Regions from separate parts of the Sus scrofa genome. Here region 2 is linked to region 1. The links are chromatin contacts, called in public Hi-C maps. All regions are on one chromosome and are shown on one strand. Each heading gives the region's core, a stretch centred on a gene start, on an enhancer-like site or on the middle of the called end of the contact. The rest is flanking DNA. Distances are from core to core; before and after follow the strand shown.

What was found. Hi-C and Micro-C count contacts between places; a contact is called where the count stands out from the background.
Region 2: a contact with region 1 is called in a Hi-C map of liver, with 5 times the contacts expected there. The contact joins two enhancer-like sites. A contact is called at or near these places in 1 of 47 Hi-C or Micro-C datasets (liver) and 1 of 2 datasets of contacts at active chromatin or transcription factors (alveolar macrophages).

What each region holds. Positions count from the first base shown.
Region 1 is chr7:8,299,699-8,307,647 of Sscrofa11.1, reverse strand. It overlaps ADTRP (androgen-dependent TFPI-regulating protein), which reads left to right. Exons shown (of 5, transcript XM_021100192.1): 2 at 5,710-5,811. Among named protein-coding and RNA genes, the nearest start is that of ADTRP, 10 kb to the left of the region's middle. Within about 2 kb of position 3,562, at least 22 of the 83 cell types and tissues checked have an H3K27ac peak or open chromatin away from gene starts, as enhancers often do. A contact at or near this core is called in liver, where this site is marked.
Region 2 is chr7:8,564,351-8,572,299 of Sscrofa11.1, reverse strand. All of the region lies in intron 2 of HIVEP1 (zinc finger protein 40), which reads right to left. It overlaps LOC106507341 (a long non-coding RNA gene), which reads left to right and starts at 6,324. Exons shown (of 3, transcript XR_001303254.2): 1 at 6,324-7,949. Within about 2 kb of position 2,704, at least 9 of the 83 cell types and tissues checked have an H3K27ac peak or open chromatin away from gene starts, as enhancers often do. A contact at or near this core is called in liver, where this site is marked.

The DNA.
Region 1 (7,949 bases), core at 2,313-4,812:
ATAATCTTGATGACTTAGGTTAAACTACTGTGATTTCAAGAATTTGGTGAATTTTGTGAACACAGATGAATGTAAAAACTAAATATCCTTTAGCTACAGTTTCTTAAATTGCACCAGTTATAAAAAAAAAAAAATGTAAATTAAGCTCTCCCAGGTAGTAAGTTTGTCAGCTAGCACCAGAAACAGAAGACAGCTAACAAACTTAGATTAGCAGCCTTTCAGAAGAAGGCACAAAACAACAAATGTAATTAGGGAAAAATTGGTAGAAAAGACAAATCAGAGAGTAGCAACTCTAAAGCAAACCTCAACCAAGAAGATACCATTAGTTCTGCTTTTCTTAGTGGCCAAAATAATTGAAAAATGTAAACAGTTGTAGTTTTGTTGTAAGATTCATAAAAGAAGGCCAGTTGTTGCTATCATATGTTAATGCTACTATATTAGTTTGCTGGGGCAAATTAGTTTGTGATATCAAAGTATCACAGAACCAGGTGGTTTAGGAACTACCTCTTCAGAGTTCTGGAGGCTGGAAGTCCAAGATCAAAGTGTCAGCAGGGTTGGTTTCTACAAGCCTCTCTCCTTGTCTTGTAGACAGCTGTCTTCTTCCTGTGTCTTCACATGGTTTACCTGTTGTGTGGGTCTGTCCTAATCTCTTCTTATAAGGACACCAGTTCTATTGGATTAGGGCCCACCCTACTGTCCTCATTTAACTCTATCACTTCTTTAAAGACCCTAACTCCAAATATAGGACTTCTCGAGGCACTGAGGGTTATAACTTTAACATATAAATTTGGGGGAGAGATACAATTCAGTCTATAATAGCTACCATTTCCCCCTTGACTATTCTTTCTTTGCACTTTTATAAACACTCCTGTGCATGGTCCTTAGGGAATGAGCAGGCCAGTGTCCAGTTAGGTGAGCTGCTCCAAACCTGTCCTGGAGGCCCTCTAGGAAGCCTCCCCATTGAGTGAGCCTATGTTGCCTCCCTCTCCTTGCTCTCTAGCTCTGCCCTAGTTCTTGCCTATTTATTTCTCTTGGCAACATCCTAGCGCCTCCCTCCTGTGCTCCTATGTGGGGGCTCCATGAACATTCCATGTTGCTGCAGATGTTGGCACGTTAATGAGGATTAAGATCACTGGAAACAAGGTTCCCTCACACACTGCTGGCATCTTTCCCATGTGGCATACGCCTGTGAAGTAACGTGTGAGCTGAGGGCTGGGGGGAGAAGTGACTGGCAAGTTTGTGGTGTGGAGCACATTTCTCCTATTGGTAAAGGAGAAGCTACGGAGGCTCTGAGTAATGTGTTCTTTCCTAAGTCCAATTTCCACAGTCTGGGACTGGGAAAGGCAAGAGAAAGTTAGGACAAGCTTGACTCACGATGACGCCAGGAAGCCCTCGCTAAGGAAAGTGGTCACATGGACCTCACATGCTGGGTGGAGACGGCCTCTCCCTAAGGAGTGAAAACCTGGCAGACGCAGTGCTCAGAGCATGATTAATTGCCGTGTTGATAGAACAGTGCAGGCTTCCTTGTCAGGGCCCAGGGCCCTCGCCTGCCCTTCCTAATGACAACAGCTGCCTGATGTGGCCTCAGGGGTAAGCTGAGAGCTGCTGGGGAAGAAGGGTGGAAGAGGCGACTTCTTCTAGCATCCACATTCTGTAGCCCTTAGGGGATGAATGGCAAAAGTTAATGATAAGTATTGGGGTGGCAGCCTTTTCATGGCATTTAAAATGGTAGCCAGTCCTCCTTGGAATGCCCCCTTCTGGGTCAAGCTTCCCTCTCCTGCAAGGTTCTTGCACATTCCTGGTCTTCTACCTGGTTCTTTGCTACTTAACTGTCCTCTTAGCCCCTCTGCCCCTTAAAGGAGGGCATTTTCTCAGCGTCTGCTTCCATTTCTCCTCCCCCATCCTCTCTCCAGCAATCTCATCTCACCTCGTGGGCTCACTCCCTGGGTCCCCAGAGCCCCACCTCCTTTGAGACTGCCAGGTCTGCCTTTCCAAAAGGAAGTTCCTCAAGTCAAGTGGGTCTCAACCTTGACTAACCTGACCAGAATCACCTAGAAGAATTTTTTTTAAATCCCGAAGCTTGAAAAGCACCCTAGACTCATTAAATTAGAATCTTGGGGGGTGATAATTAGGCATCAATATTTTTTTTTGAGATCATTTAGAGATCATTTAATTCTCACACCTGGAGATAAGGGTCTCTCCTCTGACCTCCCACAGTGCTTTATCTTTATTCTTAAAAACCTGATACATGATTTGTTTTTTGCTTGTTTGTTTTTTAAAGCCTGACTCAAGAGGTAGACTTTCAGCTTCAAATCCTGGCCTTGACTTTTATCAACCATGAGACTTTAGGCCAGTTTGTTCATTTCTCTGTGCCTCATTTTCCTCATCTGTAGAATGAGAAGTAGAGAGGTAATGATAGGACTAACCTCCCAAGGTTGTTTTAAGAAATTAGAAGCTCAGATCAGTGCCTGGCCCATAAAAAGAGATCAATGAAAGTTAGCTATTACAGGAATTCCCTATGTGGCTCAGTGGGATTGGTGTCGTCTGGGAGCGCTGGGATGCCGGTTCCATTCTCCACCCAGCACAGCAGGTTAAGGATCCAGCATTGCCTCAGCTGCTGCTTAGGTCACAACTACGGTTCTGATCTGATCCCTGGCCTGGGAATTCCATATGTCCTGAGAACGGCCAAAAAAACACACAAAGTTAGCTATTATAGCTTTGAGTAATAAGTAAGATTTTTAAGTGATAAGTTTATGTCTAATTCAGTGGTTCTAGAACATTAGCATATGCAAGGACCACCTGAAGTTTCTATAAAAAAAAAAAATTCTTAGGCGCCATTACCAAAGATTCTGATTTCATACTCTGGGGTGGGGCTGAAGTCCTGCATTTCTAATAAACTTTGGGGTGATGCTGGTGCTACTGGTTTAAGAACCTAGCTGGGAGTATCACTGGCCTAATTCACCTCTGTCCTCCCCTGCCCACCCTTGCTTCAGCCCAAGGAGTGGCAGGAGGCCAACTCTGTAAGAGGTTTCCTAGGGTTCAGAGCTCAGAGGCTGTTCCCCAGCAGCCAACTTGGTTGATCATTAGTCCAGCTCCCCAGGTTCCACAACTTGCCTGACTCACCCTCTCCAAGCAAAGTCTAAGCTGTTCCTTCTGTACCAATACAGGGCTTTCAAGGAACAGGATGGATTCTGATGCAATAACTCAAAACTACCCAAACTCTGTACTACTGTAACCTTTTAATTAGAAGCCATAAGTTTGTGGGAAACAGTAAGAATGGACAAAGTCTGCCCTCATCGTGATCGTATATTGTCGAAAAAGGCCCTGCTTCTTTTTCACTTGGCCTCAAGGCCCTCAGGTACTTAAAGATACATCCGAGCCCAAGCCTTGCTCGATCTCTACAGATTTAAATCACTCCCTCAGCTGGACTGTCTCTGCAAAGCCTCAGGCTTCCCCTTTTAGTGAGAGAAAGAACACTGGCTTCTCCCCCGGACAGGCTAGAGGCCATTCTGTACACCTCCCTCAGGAGAGCACAGAGCTCCTTCACCGTGCCCTTGACCCTGCTGCCGGCTTATCTAATGAGGTTGCAACACTAGCCATTTAAAAACGTTTTCTTCCTAGGAAAAGACCAGAATATATCCACCATTGTGTCTGGCGCCTTGCCCTTGTGCTGTTTGTTTTTTCCCACCTCTGTTTGGCCAAGGTATCTATCTCATTACATTCTCCTTTTAACCTATTTCGTTTCCATTTTAGCTCAAGTCCATTACACTAAACACTGTACACATTATTATCCTCTAAGCAACTTTACTCAATCAGTTGCAGCAAGCAAGGTCAGGGCCCGCTGAGCTGCAAGACCAGCCTTCGAGCTGGCTCCCAACCAAAACAGCCAGCAGCCCCCTCCTTCTCCAACAACTCTGCTCCCAGAGGGAGAGCGCTTTACATCAGTGAACAATGTATTAATTAAAGCAAATGAAAATGCCCTCATTTGTTGTAATGAATTTAGTTCTTACAGGCCATTTTCTATGGGGTGGCCTGCCTGGAAGACGTGCTGAAAAGAACTGAAGGGAAAAAAGACATAAAGTTTGTAACTGCCTTCAGAGACCTGCTTTTCACCACACTGGCTTTTCCAATATCTGCTGTAAGTTACAAAGATGTGCAGGTAATATAATACACTCGTCATATGGACTGACATTTCTCCTGTGCTGCAAGGATGTTTGGGAGCCCATCATTGTAATCCAGGGCAACTATGTTTGCATAAATGGCCTGAGGACTGCACTGCCCTGCTCAGTGTCTTTGGGAAATAAGGCACATTACCAACAAGATTTATCTTTAGCTTTTGTATCTCCATGACTATTTGATACAAGATCTTTAGGGTGTCTAACAGGGGAGTCTGAAGGAACTTTCTTAAAATACAACTGCAATAACCTTGGTTCCACCAGGGTGATGAGAATGGAGAGTGCTGAGGAAGGAGATGACTAATTTTCCCTTTTACACATCTTGTTTCACTTGCTGCAATAAGCATTTGTTGGTTCTGCAAGTAGAAATGATAAAAAAAAAAAAAAAAGGTATGGGAACCTTTAAGGTCGACATATAAAAAAGAACTGAGGAGAGAGAGATGGGCCTCATGCATCTTGTTGAATGAATGGACATTAATCAGGATGAAGCAAGGTGCGAGTAATCGTAGGCTTCCTGCTGATATTGTCCACCTTTCTCCAACACTGCTCATGTCTTCATTCATTAGTTAGAATGGAAACAAACTGAGAAAAGGCAGAAGGGCTGCCCAGTAGGGCCCATAATTAGAAATGACCACCTCTTTCCACCAGTCATTGTCTGCTTCCTACAGTAGTGAGACTTCAGACTTAAAGACAAAATGAAACTCTCCAAACACTAATGAGTTCTCTGATAAAAGAGCAAGTACTGGCATTCCAGCTTTACTTTGTAGGACATCTCCTCCTCCACCCCTATAAACCCTCTAAATGCCAAGTTTTTTTTTTTATAACCATGGAGTTTGTTAATTTTTATATATTTTTTTATTCATTTTTAAGGCTTAGAAATTGAACCTTTGGAATTCAAGAAGATAGGAAGATCAGAAAATCAATAGTTATTTTTTTCCACCTCTACACTGATTTTATAGCATTCAAAACATACACTTTGAAATGATAGCTGGGGGTCGGGAGGGGTGAGGTGATGGCACAAGAAGATGGGGATCTATGAAAACTAAGCAAGAAAGAGATACACCGCTTAGTTAACTAGCTTGTGAGTTACCCTGGGAGCTTGTTACTTATCCTCTCTCCCAGGCTTCCTGATTCCCCTTGCCATGCCTGTTTAGAGAGGGGCCAAGGAAAGGGAAGATTCAAGCCACTCCATGTGACTGCTCTCAGCACTTCTGGTGAAAGCATAGAGAAGAGAGGTCCCTGGTCAAAATGAAATGCCTTAATGGTCTACAAATCCTATTTATCTATACCCTCTCCACCTGCCATAATGACAAATAACTGAGCCAACTCTGGAATCCTCAGAGACTGGGTATTGTAATTCTACAATAAATATTTTTCCATCACTTAATATTTCTGTTATATATATATATATACACATACACACACCCCTTTAAAACTGGTATCTATTTTTATTTTGTTATGTTTCCTTGATTATCTTAGGAAGCAATGACTGAAAATAAACCTAATGGTGCTGTTTTTATGTTCTATTTTCCAGTTTGTATTTTTGTCATTCTGGATCATCTTCCTCTATGATCGAGAACTTGTTTACCCTAAGGCCATAGATGATATCTTTCCAGGATGGCTGAATCATGCAATGGTGAGTGAGAGGAAAACTTAATGAATATACAAAGGCCTCTGTAATGAGAACTCCAAAGTGTCTTCTTATTTATCCAAACTTCTTTTTAACCCCCAACATCCCACTCATTCCTCCCTCTTCAATGTGTCACTACGTCAAGAGCACATCAAGAGAGTACAAAATGTCCCACTCTTGGGCATCTATCCGGACAAAACTCTACTTAAAAGAGACACATGCACCCGCATGTTCATTGCAGCACTATTCACAATAGCCAGGACATGGAAACAACCCAAATGTCCATCAACAGATGATTGGATTCGGAAGAGGTGGTATATATACACAATGGAATACTACTCAGCCATAAAAAAGAATGACATAATGCCATTTGCAGCAACATGGATGGAACTAGAGAAATGAGCCAGAAATGAGTGAAATGAGTGAAATGAGCCAGAAAGACAAAGACAAATACCATATGATATCACTTATAACTGGAATCTAATATCCAGCACAAATGAACATCTCCTCAGAAAAGAAAATCATGGACTTGGAGAAGAGACTTGTGGCTGCCTGATGGGAGGGGGAGGGAGTGGGAGGGATCGGGAGCTTGGGCTTATCAGACACAACTTACAAGGAGATCCTGCTGAATAGCATTGAGAACTTTCTCTAGATACTCATGTTGCAACAGAACAAAGGGTGGGGGAAAAATGTAATTGTAATGTATACATGTAAGGATAACCTGACCACCTTGCTGTACAGTGGGAAAATAAAAAAATTTTTTAAAAAAAAGAGTACAAAATGAATAAGAGGTAGATCTGTAAATGGAGAGCCTGTTGGACGCTCAGGCAGGACCCTTTGCCAAGTTGCTTATGAAGTCATTGAAAAGACAAGAAACCATAAGGACAGGCAACTTCTTGTGGACTGCAGTCCTGAAAGAGATGCAACTTCAGCAAAAAATGTAGTGAAACTCCTATGTAGGAATGGAATCAAGCAAGTTTTAAAAATAATCTACCCTGAATATTAACTAGACTTAGTGTGGCAAACATTTAGTAATATATACACAAATCAAATAATGTTAAACACCTGAACTAATAATAGGCTATACAGGTCAATTATACCTCAAAAAAAAAAAAAATCACCCAAATGTCTAAAGAATAGGTCATAGCTCAGAAGTAGCTTCTTAGCTAACAACTGATCTGGACTATTTATCACAAATGATTTACACATTTCTGTTTCCCATCTGGTTTTTCATTCATGCACTTATTTGTGGGGAGCTGAAGAGTAAACAGAACCTGTTCTGAGTTATTCAGGTCACTGTATCTGAAGACCAGTGACCTGGAGGAGCAGAGCTGGAGCACCAACCAGGTCTTGGAGGAAGGAGGAGGTCTGAGTCACTGGCACCACACTTGCACAAAGTAATCATTCGAAGTACTTGCTCAGCTTCTCAATATTTACAAATGTATTTCCACATTAGTCAGGAGTTCAGACAAGGTCTAACAGTCTGTGAAGCAACTTACATTTAAAAACCAAAGGGAAATCACGAAAGAGTAGCATATCAAGGCTTTTTAGGTTTACAGACTTTCTTCTACCGCCAACTTCTCCACTATCTTAAAACTCACACGATTATGAATTTGGAAAAACAGCTCAGTTCACTAACTCTGCCCACCCCCCTCCATGTGCCCTGCCTGCCAGAGAAACACACTTTCACTTTAAATGTGTGCTCAGTGAGCTACTGGTTACCAACTAAAGAAACAAGTTCTGATCTACAGCTCAGGACCAAAAACTCTTATGTCCCACCTCTCAGACTCCCCTCCTACCATCTTCTTTTTGTCATATCATTGCCTCACCTTCCTGGTTTCCCATTCAATTAAACTCAGACCCCCACACAGGGAATATTCTGGTTTTCTCATGGCATTTTATTTTATTTTATTTTTAAAATTTTTTTATTTTCCCACTGTACAGCAAGGTGGTCAGGTTATCCTTACATGTATACATTACAATTACATTTTTCCCCCACCCTTTGTTCTGTTGCAACATGAGTATCTAGAGAAAGTTCTCAATGCTATTCAGCAGGATCTCCTTGTAAGTTGTGTCTGATAAGCCCAAGCTCCCGATCCCTCCCACTCCCTCCCCCTCCCATCAGGCAGCCACAAGTCTCTTCT
Region 2 (7,949 bases), core at 1,455-3,954, 270 kb before region 1:
ATATTACTTAATGGGTGCCTACACATATATATATAAACACATATATCTGTACATACAAATGTACACATATGAATATGTATGCATACCGTCAGATACTTTTTTAATCTTCTGACTTAACTCTCTGTTGTTCCATGCTTCCAAATTATTGGATGCCTGTTTCCTCTTTCCCAACTGAGGCTACTTTAACATTTGCCAATCAACAATAATACCATCATAAGTATTGCAATACACTATTCTTTTCACTTTCCAATTCAACATGTTAGTCAAAATATTCAGAGATGAGTTAAGAAGTCTGTTTTTCCAACCCTAGATCGTCCAATTTGCATCCCTCCACAAGGGTAATTCCCTAACTAGCAAGAATCAGAAGGTAAAAAAAGGCTATGAAAAATTCTAAATAGTTGGTGGAGGGGACAGAAATACAGTGAAAACAGACAAAGCCTAACAATTTTAGTCATCGACCACAGGCATGGCCTTTATGGCGGGAATTACAGCCAAAATAAACCAAAATACCCTAATATTTTGTGGTTCATCAAGACTCAGTCAGGGGCCACTAAGTACAAGGTAGTACATTATGCTGTCCCACTAGAGCAGTCATCTCATTTCACTGTGAAAAATTCCTGCTTAAAGGTCTGACTCCTCACCAGCCCAGCCGGCCCGGGAGGGCAGAGGCCAGCTTAGTGCTTATCACCACCGAGCCCCCCCCACCGCTGGACACACAGCAGGTAAGCTGTCCAGCAATCCTGACACCGGCATCAGATGAAGGTCTTCAATCCTAGCCATTCTGTACCATCCACATGGGGCTACTCAAAAGCAGGGAAGAATTAAAATTTGATAACTACAAGAAAAATTAACCTTAAGAGAAATGCAAACTCAAAAAAGTTTAAATTAACTACATCTTTCCCACAATCCTTATTATCTCTTCTGTGTGAAAAGTTATCAAATGGTCTAGAGTCATTTAGTTCCCAACCTTTTGATGGTTTCACAGAGATAAAGAGAAAAAGAAGAAAATATACAGCACGTAACTGTTTCCCATTAACGACTATTCTATGCTGTAATTTTAAATGTAAAAGACAGGAACTGCTGCGTGGTTTGGTTCATTACAAACATAAGATGTTAAAAGGAGCATGGGCGGCCACCTGTGTGATCCACAACGGTAATGGTCAACCATGAACTCAAAAGGTAGGTTTTCACTACTGGCCAACACACGCAGAAAGAAAGCCCCAAAGTTCCCGTCAGGGTTCAAGGGAAACCAATCTGACTAGTATCCATGAGGACACAGGTTTGATCCCTGGCCTTGCTCAGTGGGTTAAGGATCCGGTGTTGCTACGAGCTGTGGCATAGGTCGCAGACGTGGCTTGGATCTGGTGTTGCTGTGGCTGTGGTGTAGACGGGCAGCTGCAGCTCTGATTCGACCCCTAGCCTGGGAACTTCCACAGGCCACAGGTGCAGCACTAAAAGACAAAACCCAAAAAACAACCAAGCAAAAAAAGAAATTGATTTTCAAAACAAATAACACTCGGAAAACACATCATTAAATCTACTGGTTACATGTTAAATTATGTTTTAGGGAAATAAATTATTTGGGGACCACTCATATTACCACTTGAGCACTTGAGGCTATCAGCCTAAATAATCAAATAACGGTTCAAACAACTTTGTATACGTGTGCAAGTACATATGTATAATGAATGTGTGCGTGTGTGTGTGTGTGTGTGTGTGTGTACTACATTGTTTGAAAGATCTCCATCATAGCATTCTATGCATACATGCACATGTCAGCTCTCTGCCTTCACCTTTATCCAGTAGTAACAGTTCTTAGAAAATAATGATAATATTGGCCCCTTGGTACACTAAAGTGGCTAGGAACAAATATTTAATTATGATAAATTTTTACAATGCATAAAATTCCCAATCTACAACTTTATAAACCTACTGGTAAAAAAAATACAACCCATATGCTTTAAGCAATCATCACAACTGAAACAATGAACAAATGTCATTTTTTTCCACAAAGGAAGTTCTTGGCGACCTCCCACACTTGCAGGGACTGTGGCCAAAAGTAACAGCAATTAGGCTTGTAACCTCATATGTATGGATCTGATCTAGTCAAGCCAAAAACAGTTCCAGTCATTTAGCAACCCTCGTCATTTGGTTCAGAGGCCAGCTGTATCGTACAGACCAAGTTAGGCAAATTATGGAGAAAACACACTAAAATATAATTGAACTTACAAAAACTGAAAGCTCTTTTCAATATGATTGAAATCTCTTTTCAATCATATTGGAGCACATGAGAGATATCCAGAATACAATTATTTTGGCTAGTTAATAAGGTTAACTATTTCTTAAACATCCTTAAACCAACGAGCAAAACGGAATTAACACGCATGTACATTTCTTAAAGCTTGGAGACCTCGCAAGCTACCTGTTCAACTCACTGCTGGAACCCCTCCTGTGGGAAGGGCAGCCCTGCCTTTCCCGGGAGGGGTGGGGGGCACACACGCAGCTTGGCTGCCCCCACCATGCTTCAAACTCACAGGGTTCCTTCTGAGAAATGCCTCCCAGCACTTCCCTAACCCCGCCTGGGAAGCCCTCCTCTCCCTTCTGACCCTTTGGGGAAAAATCAATCATTCACAGTCAAAAGGTATGAGCAGGTGCTGGCAGGGCGTTAAGGACTTGTACTCACTCTTTCAATAAAAACCTCCCCGAGGGGGGAGAAAGCGCCCTTGATCTCCAAACACTGACAGAGGAGTCAACGCTGGCACACGGAAGCAAACTTCGGAGCTAATGAGGAAAAGTTTTTCTGCCAGGTTGTTTTTCACTTTTATTTGCTACAGGAGTATGGCTGCTTTACGATGCTGTGTGAGTCTCAGGTACACAGCTAAGTGATTCAGTTACACACACATCCCTTCGTTTTCAGATCCTTTTCCAGATAGGTCATTACAGAATACTGAGCACAGTTCCCTGTGCTCTACAGCAGGTCCTTGTTGATTATCTATTTTACACGTAGTAGTGTGTCTACATTAATCCCAGACTCCTCATGGCTTCCAGAACGTGAGCTTCCCAACGCCACGCTGTACTACTTCTCTATATTATTTAAGCAAAAGGATGTCCCGCCTGGGCTGGCAATTCCTTCTCTTTAATGTCTGAGCTTGAACGTCACATGCTCTTGAGGCCTTTCCTGATCCCCCACTGGGGCCACCACGGTACGCCAACAGCGCCCTAGCTCCTCCTGCACTAAGTGCACAAGCGTGTGTGTGTGTGTGTGTGTGTGTGTGTGTGTGTGTGTGTGTGTGTGAATTTGCTCCTTTTGTGATTTTAGCCAGTATCACCTGCTAAAATCACAAACTCCATGATAAACATCTACCACAGTCACCCTACATCCTGGCCCCCAGAGTTCATTCATACTTTACCATTTTTCATGAACAAGCTGAAACCCAACCCTCTGAAGGTGGTACCCACAAATCCAGGAAAGCAACAGTTCCTCGCCTTCTACACATCCCAAAGAGCTTCATCTAGTCCCTCCACTGTGTGCAATCAACTCTCTCTCCAACGGTATCTAATTACACCCCCTTTGCCCACTGTCGCCTGTGGTCTCCTTTATTCCTGAAATTCTCTGCCATGCTTAAGTCTCTCTGCCGTTTATGAGGTGTTTAAGCGGCCTGGCGGTAGAAGAGCTGATCCCCACGGCACGAGTGCAACCCTAGAAACACAGCACGTGTTCAAAGGTGGCTGAATTCCCATCTGTCACAACAAGTGCATGGACTGAAAAAAGGTTCCAGCTACTTTACTCGGGCCCCAGGAGGAGGATTCCGGGTGGAAAACCGAGCGGAGAGTCTTTTCCCCGAGGAAAACACAGCCGCCCATAACGGATCTAACAGATCCCTGGGACCGGAGTGGGGACGTGGAGGAGGCGAGGGGGGCCGAGAAGCGAACTCCGCCACGCTGTCAGGAGCGGCCGCCCTCTCCCCTCCTTCTCCGCCTGCCGTGGGCTATACAGACTTCCCAGGCTTCGGTGCTGCTTAAAAGTGAATTTCCATTTTACTGCAGTAGAAACCGTGGAGAGACCCACCCAGATACACACCATTTCAGTAACATAACTTCGTGAGGGAGCAAAGGTTTTATCATCACTGCCGAGGTTACTAGCACTACAATCCTGTGATATTAGCATTTAAGCTGCAACTACAAGTCGTGGATACTTTATTATTAGCAAAAGATGATTAAATCATGCTTATGATGATCTTACTAAAATAGCCCCATTAAAGAGCCTGCTGAAGTTACTTGCTGTGAAAAGAGAGAAATTCTGTTGGGTTTCCCCAAATGCTGTGCCACAGAAAGGCCCTGGAATGTTCTGTTTTCACCGCTTGTTAAAGTTAGAATACACACTGAAGCCACCAAAGGGGTGCACTGCTTTAAGAAACCTGTAAACTTCAAAACAGTGACTCAAAAGTAAGGAAATTATTTGATGTCCAAAAACGTCTTTACGAGTGGCTGCTGCATGGGAGGAGAAAGCTCTGGGGCCAAGGACAGAGGCCGGGGCGGGAAGAGGCGGGGCGGGCAGCCTGGTGGAAGGAGCGGCGGGCACCAGGCAGGCCGCAGCCGAAGCGGGACATCTCTCATCTCTCAAGCGCGCACCTGACCCCCAGCGAGGCAGATCAGGTTTTAAGTATGCAGTCACTTGGCAGCCACAGACCCAAGACTCACGGTTTCCAGGATACATTCAGTAAGTCTGGACTTTGCCGAGAAACACGTGTGAGTCCTGCGCCGGGCCAAGCAGGCATGCAGGGGGCCCACCCGGTGGATGAGTCAGACCTGCAGGTGGCCCCGGGTCCGCTTCTCAGACCTTCAACGTTCTTTGCTCTTGGTCATCAGGAGTGTAATATCCTAGTAAACCCCAGGCCCCCCGATTCTCCCTCCAAAAACCTCTCCAAACTACCTCCCCCGACCAGCTGGTGCAGGCCCTCTCCTGTCACCAAGCCTCTGCCGCGGCCTCCACATGCAGCCACACCTGCCACCAAGCCGGTCTGCTCCTCGCTTTCCTCCCACGGCACCTCAGCCTTTTCTACTAGCACGCTCAACAGGCTTTACAATCACATCACGTTTCCTGAGTGATTAACGCCTCTGTCTCTCCAGCAGTGGTTTTCATCCAGCAGTGATTCTGCCCCAAAAGGATGTCACACAGTGTCTGAGACTTTTTGGGTTGTCACAATTGCGGGGGGAGGCTTGGCCATCTAGCGCGTAAAGACCAGGGATGCTGGCTAAACAGCCTACGACACACAGCACAGCCCCCTCCACCGAGATTATACAGCCCAAAACATCACCGGTGCCCAGGTTGAGAAACCCTGCTTTAAAAAGATACATATTTGAATGGATGTCTGCAAAAGGGTTAAATGTTACTTTAATCATATTCTCTACTCCTCTTTTACTCTAGTAATCATTTCCAAATGAAGCAATAAAACATAATTTGGATTGCCATCTTATACTTTAATATAATGAATAATAATACACATTGGTGACAACTACTACCATGAAGGTGAGGGGAGGCAGCCTTCACATTTGCACTAGAGCTAAGTACTCACATATTCTACCACTAAGTACTTAGGAAAAAATGGGGGCATGAAGAAGTATAACTTCTGTCATCACTCAGGAAACATCTGGAAACTGGGATTCATCCCAGGGTACCTGAACAGAAAGCTTTTCACACTACGTCAGGCTATAGTTTTAACCCGCAACGAACAGTGAGGAGGTTAAAAAATTTTCATGGGTTTAAATCCTGGTCCATCTCTTATCTCTACGACATCAGACAAATTACCCTCTGGACCTCAATTTCCTCATCTGTAAATGGGTTAAAAACAGCACCCACCTCACAAAAGTGTGTGAGATTCAGAAAAGGCAATGAGAATACATGTTTACAATAGCACTCAGCTTGCAGTTAACATTCATTTTAAAATACCTATCATTATCTAACAAATGTGCAAATATTTTACAACTCATTGCCCTATGACCTGCACAAGCAATCAAGAAAACTAATTTTGGTATCCTGTTGAATAGGTGTACCTTGGAATGATCTAAAAAATTAAGAAAATGAATGAAAATTCAACTTCATCAACATCTGTACCTAATAACTTGTACACTTTTACAGCTTTAAATAGTATATTTAAGGGAGTTCCCGGTGTGGTGCAGCAGAAACTAATTCTACCAGTATTCATGAGGATGCAGGTTCGATCCCTGGCCTCACTGAGTGGGTCAAGGATCCAGCGTTGCCATGACCTGTGGTGTAGGTCGCAGACGTGGCTTGGATCCCACTTTGCTGTGGCTGTGGTGGAGGCAGGCAGCTGTAGCTCCATTTTGACCCCTAGCCTGGGAACTTCCATATGCCACACCTGCAGCCCTAAAAAGCCAAAAAAAAGACTATATTTAAAAGTAATGAAATTTGTTCTTAATACACAATATTACAAACGCAAAAGAACTAGAAGATTTTAGTAAGTCAAATAAGTTTATCACTTAAGAAATAGTTATATATACAATCTCTATGAATATTTATTGAATTTCTGAAATATCTTAATTTGAAACAATACTTTCCAAGTAAACTCAGTAATAACTGTGTGTATCTTACAAATCTTTATAGAGTACTAGTTAGTTACCACCATGTATGACATTATGTCTAGATTTTACATAACACTATCATTATTTTTAAAAAAGACTTGGTTTGGCATTTCCCTCATAGATTAAATTAGGCAATTAGTTATCATTCTAAAACTAAGCTGCAATATGCATTAAGTAGTTAATGACTATAACAGCCTTACAATATACTCTTCACCTAAACCATTTCTGACTCCACTACTATAGAACAGTCAGATTTTTATCAGAAAACTGAGATGTCAAGTAAGTTTCTTTATATTTGGTACATTTAAACATTATTATATGACTTCCTCAAAAGACATACACTTGTGCTTTTAAACAGCTGAAATTACTAAATCACATTTGTTTTTAAACAAAGGCGTTATGCATAACGATCGCCATGAGGAAACAAAAGACTAATATAATCATCGTATTCAATTTACCACTGACGTCAAAAAACAAACCAAAAAGCCCCCCAGATGATCATACTCCAAACTCTTGAATTTCCTCTGACATAAAAATATTCCCAATAAAATATATTACCAGCAATGACACAATTCCTAAAATTCATCTCTTCAAATACAAGCATATTTATCTACAAAGCACACAGATTTTCTTCTACCTGTTACGTAGAAAAATCCTCCCAACTTTCATTGTTCCATTTTTCTTGCATTATCTAGCTGCACGGCTGGCTCTTTAATATCCGTATGCTAATGACTCCAGGTTAGTAACACATTCATTCCTGGTTACAGTTTAACCTACCATGTTAGATTTTTCTGAGTGTGTGCGTCCCATCAGCATTTATGTGACTTGCTGTGATGTCATCTATCTATATGCAAACATGCCGACTGAAGTTAGTCAGTTTCTTATTTTAACAAGGGCGTACATTTGCTTTCAGATGTTTAAACTCTTTTCATCCGAGCTGGAGGGTGAGCAATCAGGCAGGGTGGGAAGACACACAACATTACAATCCTTGCACTGCACACAGAGAATCCACAGGCACTTCCACAAACATGTCTGTCAGCCCCAGGGGACTGTGCACAGTCACGTTACCAGCCATGACAGGTCAGCCAGCCCCGTTATCTGTGCCGCCTGGCACACCTGAGCGCCCTGCCCCAACGTCACAAGCCGGAGCAGCTTGGGAGGGAACTGCTGGCACAGGCTGTGGTCCAGGGAGTCCTCCCCCACTACCTCTCCATGGCAACCGCAGCTACAGGAAAGCCAGTCCACCTCTTACGCAAATGAAAAGAGGCCACAAATGTCAGCAGTCACAACATCCCCCCCCTTTCCCTCCCTGCTTAATTTCTGTCTTAAAGTAACAGCACTGCATT